Regions from separate parts of the Mus musculus genome. Here region 1 is linked to region 2. A link is a contact called in public HiChIP or PLAC-seq data. All regions are on one chromosome and are shown on one strand. Each heading gives the region's core, a stretch centred on a gene start, on an enhancer-like site or on the middle of the called end of the contact. The rest is flanking DNA. Distances are from core to core; before and after follow the strand shown.

What was found. HiChIP or PLAC-seq counts read pairs in DNA pulled down with a chosen protein or histone mark.
Region 1: an H3K27ac HiChIP or PLAC-seq map of neural progenitor cells shows a contact between it and region 2, with 2.4 times the contacts expected there. The contact joins two enhancer-like sites. A contact is called at or near these places in 1 of 39 promoter capture datasets (liver), 1 of 484 Hi-C or Micro-C datasets (embryonic stem cells), 2 of 115 datasets of contacts at active chromatin or transcription factors (embryonic stem cells and neural progenitor cells) and 1 of 9 other capture datasets (embryonic stem cells).

The regions. Positions count from the first base shown.
Region 1 is chr3:34,591,657-34,596,678 of GRCm38.p6, forward strand. The region is part of intron 2 of Sox2ot (SOX2 overlapping transcript (non-protein coding)); the gene reads left to right. Among named protein-coding and RNA genes, the nearest start is that of Gm42205, 8.8 kb to the right of the region's middle. Within about 2 kb of position 1,530, at least 8 of the 459 cell types and tissues checked have an H3K27ac peak or open chromatin away from gene starts, as enhancers often do. A contact at or near this core is called in neural progenitor cells, where this site is marked.
Region 2 is chr3:34,441,482-34,446,147 of GRCm38.p6, forward strand. No RefSeq gene overlaps it. Among named protein-coding and RNA genes, the nearest start is that of Gm20515, 5.0 kb to the left of the region's middle. Within about 2 kb of position 2,035, at least 73 of the 459 cell types and tissues checked have an H3K27ac peak or open chromatin away from gene starts, as enhancers often do. A contact at or near this core is called in neural progenitor cells, where this site is marked.

The DNA of each region.
Region 1 (5,022 bases), core at 280-2,779, 150 kb after region 2:
TACACAGAAATGTCAATGTTAAAATACACCTGCAGCAAAGGCAACAGCAGCATTTCTTCTTATGTTTGGTTTTAGTTTTGGTTTTTGGTTTGGTTTGGTTTGGTTTGGTTTGGTTTGGTTTGGTTTGGTTTGGTTTGGTTTGGTTTGGTTGAGGAAAGACTTCATGGACCCAGACTGGCCTCAAACTCACTACACCACCAAGATGAACTTCTGATCCTCCTGCTTATGTCTCACGAGTACGCTTTAGGCATGTGCATTCCTTTAAAGGATGAGACCACACTCACACTCTGGCACGGGGACTTTTGAGTCACTTAGACTAGTCTCCTTATCCAAGGGTGAGTTTGGATGCAGACCTGCATTAGAGAGTAGGGCTCTTGTGAAGACAAATCAGAGACTGGGGCGACACAGACTAAGACAGCCAAAGCTCGCCAGGATACTGTTGAGCAGAAGCTGGGGGACAGTCATGGAAACTGCCTTGTGTTTTCAGCCCACAACACTGAAATGCCAGACTCTGGTTGCAGAACCCACGGGCAGTGATACCTGTTATAGCCACTCTCCCTAGCAAACAGATGCACACCTCCCAACTAGCTGTGCCTGCTCTGTGTATCTCCGAACTAGCCGTGCCTGCTCTGAGCACCTCCCAACTTGCTGTGCCTGTGCTCTGCCCTACTTGGCTGTTAGACACTTTGGTGAATCCTAGTGTAAGGCTCGGGCTTGTGAACTTGATGGAATTAAATGTAAGAATTAGAGTCTGAGGGTGGTATGTGTGAGGTCCTGATTCCAATCCTTAGTGTGAACTTGAGCTTGAATACTAGTATACACGAATACACACACACACACATAAGAATTAGCCACAAGAAATGTGGTGGTGCATTGGGGCTTTAGAGCTTTGGTAATGAGATCTCTTAGAGCTGTCTGTGGTTCGTTTGGTAAACTGTTTAAATAGCATGCGTGGAACTCTGGATTCCATCTCTAGCACCACATGAACCATGGAGCTTTGGCTGTCTTAGTCTGTGTCGCCCCAATCTCTGCCTTTGTCTTCACAAGAGCCCTACTCTCTAATGCAGGTCTGCATCCAAACTCACCCTTGGATAAGGAGACTTAGTCTAAATGACTCAAAAGTCCCCATGCCAGAGTGTGAGTGTGGTCTCATCCTTTAAAGGAATGCACATTCCACAATCCTGTTACTAAAGGTCTCATTCTGAGATATTAGTGCCCTAGGACTTGAATATGTGAATTTGGAATAGGGAGGGCACTGTTCATATCCTATGATATTGTCTCAACCACTGAGCTGTGTGACCTTGAAATACAAAAGCAGCCATATAAAACATAGACAGAGGCAGACATAATGACTACACCTTCAATTCCAGCAATTGGGAAGCAGAGGCAGGAGGATTGCTGAGAGTCTGAGGCCAGCCTGATTTACATAGGGAGTTCTGGACCAACCAGAGCTACTTACTTAGCAAGACACAAAGGCCCTGTCTCAATTAATGAACACAAGGAGCTGGGTCGATGACTCAGTGATTGAGAGCACTCATTGCTTTTGTAGAGGATCCACGTTCAGTTCCTATTACCCACATGGTGGCTCCCAGCCACCTGTAATTCAATTGCAGGGGATCCAACATCCTCTTTCAGCCTCTGTGGGTACCAGGCATGCTCATGACACACATACACACACATAGGACACTCGATCATGTAAAAAAAATAAAATAAACAGAAAGAAAAAGAAGGGAGGTAGAAACAGAACGAAAAAGGAAGGAAGGGAGAAAGAAAAGGCACACATAGCAATATGCCAGTTGTCATGGTTACTTATCAACAAAGCTCTGCCCACAAAGGAAGCGTCAGGCTACAGGCAAAATGTGCACTTCTGTCAGAGCCTCACAAACTCTTGGCATAGGAGAATTAAAAAAAAAAGAAAGAAAGAAAGAAAGAAAGAAAGAAAGAAAGAAAGAAAGAAAGAAAGAAAGAAAGAAAGAAAGAAAAATTTAAACATAGCGGTTTTATATTTTGTGTTCTGGTCTTAGTGGTTTGTTCACATTTAAGCCTTAATGTCTTATCTTTGCATTCAGATGATATCTGCAGAGTTACAATTAAGCATCTCATGTCGATTTCCCAAGGATGACCCTGATAATCAGCCCACAGTTTGTTCTGCCGCTGAATCAGAGAGACAGAGAGATGGTTGCACTTAACATTGTACTGCACACTTGAACACTGAATGACAGTGTGTCAAACACTGACCGGTGTTCTGGAGCTTCTTAAATCGCTTCTAGGATGCACGTATAGTTGTCCTCATGAAATACGATAGGTCTCCTTCTGTGTAATTAGTATTCCCGGGTTCCTTTCATGGTCTGTATCAGGCTGTGCACAGTTAGCCTGGGAGAACACAAGTGCTGTCTCCAGGGTCTTCCTCTGCTCCAGAATATGCACACACAACGAACAATCAGTGCCTTGCAGACTTGTCTACTCCCTGGCCTGAAGGCCACCTAGTACAAAGCATGGCTATGAATACAGCCCAACAAATATTAGGAATTTACTTGGGACATGGAATACTTTTGCTATTTTTCTTTTCACTTGTTTCTTGTTTCTTTTTTCTTTTTTTTTTTTTTCTTTTCATAACTCAATTGCACTGTTCTCATGTGAACTTTGTAGATGATAATGTGATCATTGTGTCTCAGTGTCAAAAGACCAGGTACACACACGGCACAGAGCAATCTTCAAATACCATCCAAAGAGCTGCATATACCCAGTCATTGGAAGAAATGGCTTTCTTCTCCTCTAGTGCACAAACAGTATAGAGAAGGCAGAGATTTTACTCATGCTACCTTGGACAGAACGAGTCAGGGGCTCTGTATTGGGCCATGGGTGTAAGAGCAGTTGAAATAGCTTTCATGGACCACTAAAATGATAACTATGCCCTAGAGAAAGGCTATCAATCAGGCATGCATGACCTAGATTGTACAAATGTATCAGGCGTCATAGTCCCATTTAGATTGATGTCAGTTGGAGCTTAGCAATACCCTTTAATACTGCATTGATGGACCTCTAGGTTCTGAACTTTCCTCCTGTGGATATAGAGGTACCCAGACTCGGGGCCAAGATCTGCTCTAATTTGGCGTGTGTGCTGCAGAGAGACTTCTAACCGGGATGCAGGGTGGAGTGAACTGACTAGAGATATGTCCGAGTCAGATGCTGGGCTCATTTGGCTTCAACAGAGGTAGGCCTAGTTCACTAGATCACTTGCTAAGACTGCCTTAAAATGTTTTAAGATATGAAAGGAATACCCACTAGAGGGCTGAGAGGTGTGTCAGCCAGTAAAGCACTTGCAGTACAGACATGAAGACCTGAGTTTGAGCCCTAGCACCTATGTGAAAAGCTTGGGGGTAAAGCTGTATGTCATTATTCCCAGGGCTGGGTGCAGGGAGTCAGGTGGATGCCTGGAGCTCACTGGCTTGCCAGTCTAACCAGTTTGTGTAAGAGACTCTTTCATCATGATGATGATGATGATGATGATGAAAATGATAATAATAATAGTAAATTTAAAAATACAAGTACATGCATCTACTCCCCTACACACACACACACACACACACACATTAACTCAATCCACACTAAACATATGTCCACAACACACTCATCCACAACACACACACACTCACACACATCCACACCATGTACACATTCATTCCATCACCCATTCACACACACACAACACACACACACACGAAAAAGACCCATTAAATTATACCCATTATAAAATATGTCTAATTTAGGGGCAAATATAAATCAGGTTCTCTTAGGAACTTGTACCTTAAAGCTTTTCAGTTTGCACAAAGACTTTCAAACACTACCAGCTGCACTGGTGTGTATGAAATGCTTCCTAAAATATTAAGTTTGTGCTTTGAAAATTGTAAGCATTTTAAGTCCTAAGAATCATAATTGAAATGCAATTGTTCTGTGTGTGTGTGTGTGTTTACACTAATTCTGTTTCCTGATTAATATGCCTCCCCAACCTTCAATAATGCAAGCCCAAATCTGTCTGTGCATTGCAATTACTTATGTAACTGCAAACAGTTGTCTTTGGATTCCCAAGATAAGATTTCACAAATATTATAGCCACCACTGGCTGCATGGTGTGTACAGCAACCAGGAGGCCGAGGCTGGAACCCCTGAAGTTTAAGAATGACCTGGGTTACCTAGCCAGATTCTATCTCAAAACAAAATACAGAAACAAGAAACCAGGGGCTGGAGAGAGGGCGAGGGGCAGGGAGTGTTAAGAGCACTGTCTGCTCTTCCAGAGGAGTCAGGCTCAATTCCCAAAACCTACATAGTGGCTCATAACTACCTGTAATTCCATATCCAGGGGACCCAATTATCATGGGTACATGCATGTGGTGCACAGATAAGCATGTAAACAAAACACTTATACACATTTAAAAACAAAACAGAACCAAACCAAAAGAAACCCCACTAAATTGTTTTAATCTAAAAACTCTAAATTCCTTTTTTCTTTGCCTTACAAGGGCAATTAATTAGGCAAGTGCTGAACCACTGAATTACATCCCCAGATTTTATTATTTTTCATTTTACTCGTCTTTATCTTAAGACAAGATCTCACTAGGTTGCCTAAGCTGACCTCGCTCTCACCCTGCAGCCTAAGCAAGCCTTGAACGTGTGACTCTCCTAAGTAGCTGGGACCACTGGCCTGTGCAACCAGATCCAGCCTAGAAACGCTTTAAAATCTCTCTTATGTCTCCCATCCACACCCTTGGATGCTTACATCCTGTGCTAAGAATTGTCTGCATGTTGTTCGGATGTGCAATTTCTCAAAGTTCTTTCTAGATTTACTCCAATAAAGGGAAAGATAGGCTTCGCATCTTTCCAGAACTAAACAGGCGGTAGAGCTAAATGACTTTTTCGTTTCTTTTCAACACTTACACTAGGAAATGAAGCACTAGAGCGAGCCTGTCAATAAAGAGTATCGACAACATTAATAATGATGGCAATGATGATAATGATGAATTA
Region 2 (4,666 bases), core at 785-3,284:
TTTCTTGTAAACTGAACAAACCTTATAAATGGTGTGTGGTCTCCCCTCCCCCATGAATTAGCTCCTTTGTCCTGAAATGTGTGGTTAGCCCAGATACTCATTCTGCTTGGCTGGAAGAGGGGCAGAGTCTGGGGAGGCGCCCGGAATGCACAAGTCCACATTTCGCATTTTGGTTTTCTGTATGGGGAGGTGGCAGGGGGGCGGGGGGGGGTATATCTCATGCGTACCGTGGGAAGTTGGAAGGAAAAAAACATAAGCAAAAATCAGAAAACTTTCTGGACTCCTTTTCTGGACTTTTTAGGGCTTGGTTGCGACTGGTAAACAGGAAAGAAATTAAGAATGTAGGAACAGTTTCCTAAATGCTTTGTACAGCTGCTTGACAACTGTCTGTTTTCTTAAAACCCTAAATAAGAGAGCTGAGTATTTAGGAGGGTCCTACCTGCTTTGTGGACCGCCACTCTCTGCTGTTATGTAACAGTGGGCACTGGCTGGGCAGCTGAATGAAAGGGACAGTGTCTTAAAGCAAATGGGCAAACAGTCACTGCTAGCCTCTTCTTTGGCTCCTGGGGCGGTGGTGGGGTGGGGGTGGGGAGGAGGTTTCAAAATGAAGTTCTCTGTTGCCTGGAGCCTATACAACTAACCTTATCATCAAGATGCTGAGACCAAATGCCCAGAGCTAAACAGAACGGATCCTCAGAGAAGCCTTGTATGCTCCGCAAGTGCTGTTTGTCTCCATGAAAGCCAAATAGCGATGGCACCATTTCTGACACGTTGTCACCAGGTAGATGGTGTATTGGAATGTGAGTCAGATCAGAGAGATGGGTGCTGCTCGAGGACAGCAAGTAACATCCCAAGCTTGACTCTGGGTGTGCGGGTTTATTGGCAGAAATACACTGCGCTTTAACGTGTACTTTCCTTATAATTTTATTTAATGGCAATTTTTAAATCAAAGTGTTAGAATGTGTCTTTCTCCTTTAAAAAAATAATTGCTAAAATCATTGATGGCACATTAAAACAAGTCAGTGGTTAAGGTCACATAAACCCATGTAATATGTATATTCAACCCAGAATTATTTAGGGTCATCGTAGCCATGGAGTTTTCAAATAAATTATTTGAATATAAAAGTAGATTATGTCTTTCCCCTGTGGCTGGCCAAATGTCTTTTCAACAAAGGGTAAAGTAAGAAGGCTATTTTTTTGTGTAAAAGAGTGATCTTTTTAATCATGCTTGACTGCCTCTCAGGACAGTCTCCGTTTATAATGAGATATTTTGAACTCATCTGAACCAGAAAGTTTAATAAATTTATAGTACATTTTGTATTAAAATATGACCATTTATTTCAGGAGACAAGAGCTAGCGAGAACAGAGAACAAATTAGTGATTGTTAAATCTCTAGGCCGTCCTCTGGAGCTAACTAACGTCCACATTGGCCCGTATCTACAAGAGTATAAATAAGTGTTTATTTAGTTTATTCTTCCGCACTTCTTGGCAGCTCTTCCAATCTCAACTGACCGTCTATTTGAAAAGGACACTCGCTATTTGGAGCCTAGGTCAGCCCTTAGCTGGAGCGGCTGTGAAGATCCAGTAACAGAGGTTCTCATGGCCTTTTTTTCCAGACTTTCTGAGGTTGCCAGGTAGGGAGAGAGCAAAGGTGTTTCCCGTGTGGTTGTGGGTCGCCTTTGAAGTAGATTCATCCCATATGCAAATGTGTAAACATTAGCTTTCTCTTACTAATGTAGTAAAAGGAGCGGTCCTGAGACTAGAGAAGCTCCCTCACCGGTAAGGAAATGTTTCTGAGAACTGGAAGAACATTTTGACATGGTTATTAACATATGAAAACATGCTCATGGTACTCTCTAGTGTTTTAACACTCGAGACATTCAATTAGTTTTCTATTATACCGGATCTTTTCTTAACTCCTAGTTAATTTTTTTTTTTACAAGTAGAAAAAAAAATTCACAAGATACATCTTAACCTGGTATCAGAACTGAGTACCATGGTGAGTCATCTCCGATCCTATTTCTCTAATGACACATCACTTAGGTACGTGTGGATTTCCTTTGAGCCCCTAATTTTCTTTTTAATTATTCTACAGTGAAAGCTCTCCCCCCCCCCAATTAATTTGACTTTCTCAGATTTTTACAGTAAAGCGTGTGTCATATCTCTCTTGAAATTGACCATTCTTTTCAGAAGGGGGAAAAAAAGTTTCTTTTTTTTTTCTCTTTGGCCTGGGGTGCTGCACTGAAAAAAGTCACTCAGCTAAAATGAGTTACTTCATTTCCAAGTAAAAACAACGGTGTTTTCATGCCTGCGCTTATTATTATTCTGAGAATGTACTAATTTGTTACATCCAAGATGACGGTTCGTTGGGTCTGTGAAAGGGGCAGTGTGCCAGCTATCAAAGAGAAGTAACAAGGACTCCTTTCATGGGACAGAGAGCAGGGACAGCTCTTGTGGGTATCAGGAGGCATGCTGCCAGCACAGTCATCCCGATGTCAGGGGCTCCCAGTGTCCGGGTCTGAATCAAGCAAAACGATAATTTTCCTGAACGTCAGGGTGGGCAGCCCGAGGAGCAACTGGTCGCGGCTTTATCCCCCACAGGCCCCAGCTGACGTGCCTCAAGGGTTTTAATGTTTGTAGCACGTTATTACTTCAACATTAAGCTTAGATAATTGTCTACTTGCTCTGAGCTGGTTAATAGCAAAATACAAGTGAAGAGGGGGCATTTTTATAAAGTAAAACTGCAAAATAGAATTATATATCTATGTACTGTGGAGTTTCTGTTGTTCTCCCTCCTGACATTTGAATGATAATGAAGTTTGATTCTATACTACCTTTATTCAGCTCTGAACCAGGGTGGTCTCGTCATTTTGTTTTACGCGCATAACACTGCCTAAGGTCACGAGTTGTAAATCGTCACATAAAAAGACTGAAAATATATTCAGCACTTTGTAGTTTCCGAGCGCGCATTTAAGAGCTTCAGTGAAGAGTCGGACCTACATGGCAGATTTTTCTGGCCCTGAGCAGTCAGCTTGCTGATACAGACAGCGGGCGACAACACGCTTTGATATGCCCTCTGTGCAGGCGCATCCTGACCCGTTTTCTGTTATTGTAATGTTTTTCTTTGCTTTATGGAGAAACGCTCCCTACTAATTTTTTTTAAGAAATCTATTTAAAAATAATTTCCATCTGCCTCATATGATTTAATAAATGGAAAACACATTTGGATTAATGAACAGAATTCTGTGTGGGGGCATAAAAACTTCTCTCTGAGAACACTTGCTTTTTGCTTAGTATGCATTTGTCAAATTTTCTTTTTAACGTACAGTTTTAATCTTTGGCCCTTTTAAATAAAGGAGTGTATACTTTAAACAATATTTAACTAGCAACTGTTTAAATATAATGGCCATGTTACTTTATCTGTCCCTTAGAATGGGTTGTACTTGACGACCTCTGTGGCTCGGGAGTCCTCCAGTGTAAGTGTTCCCGCTCCCAGAGAAGCAAACAGAGTCTGCCTTTTGTGGTGCTCATGAGTTGCAGATTTGATTTTCTTGACAGCTTACCTCAGGAGTGATAGCTGTGTGTGTTTGCTGTTTCATTCACAATGAAAGGAAACTGGCTAAATTCACAAGGAAGACACCTCAAAGTTGGGACTGTTTAAAATAAAAACGCAAATACACACCACCATGAGAGATTTTAAACAAGCTAGGTTACCAAATCGGTAGCTAATTTTTTGCCTTTCTAAAATGTTGGATATTTAACCCTCCGAATAATTAAATATTTGTAATAAAGCAGTTAATTCAAGCAGTTTATTGCTGTAATTTGCAAAAGTGCATTGAGCTGCTTTCTTTTCAGCTCATTGACGGGGGACAAACATTTCTTTAATAAGACTACAGCACATTCTAATTTTGCTGCAAACGCTTAGATAAGGATCAGGCCCTCTCTGAGTCACTGGGCTGACCTATGACATTGAAAGGGCCCAGGCTCTTTGGCAAAAGAAGAGCTGGGATTCATTATTATGCACAGGACTTCCCGGTTCTGAAGGGCTCTGTGCTGTCTCTCAGATAGACTTTGTTTGTTGGAAATGAGAACTGCATTTTGGCAGCAGCCGACCAGAGCCAAGCTACTCAGCAGGCCCATTGGTGATGATGCAATCCCTCATTAACGCTGTTTCTCTATTAGTGGATTGTACAGGAGTTACATGCGATTGAGCATCTTCATTGAGGCGCTTAGAAAAGCTTCCTAGTATCAGGCCCTACCTCTGGGCGGCCCATCTTTATTAGCTGCAGTGATTAATGCTAGAAATAATCTTTTGCACTTTGCTTGATATAAAAATGCAATATAAGAGCCCAAAACTCTGGTGGAACTTAATCTCCCTGTCAGAGGAAGGGAGGAAACATTTACCTGGAAAACAAAGCAAAACACAACTAAACAACTGGGAAGTTTATCAGGCTGAAACGGCGCTTGGGTACTCTTGCCGCAGAAGTGAATGAACACCAGTTGCCATGCCAAATGTGATTCCTCCTGCTGCTCCTGCTGTTCCAGATGTGTGTGCTGGGTGGGGGATGCGGGGTTGGGATAGAGTCATAAGCCCAAGCTCATTTTTTTTTAATCCAAACTGTTTGTGTAAGTCAGTGATTGGAGCCTGCAATATCCCAGCATTAA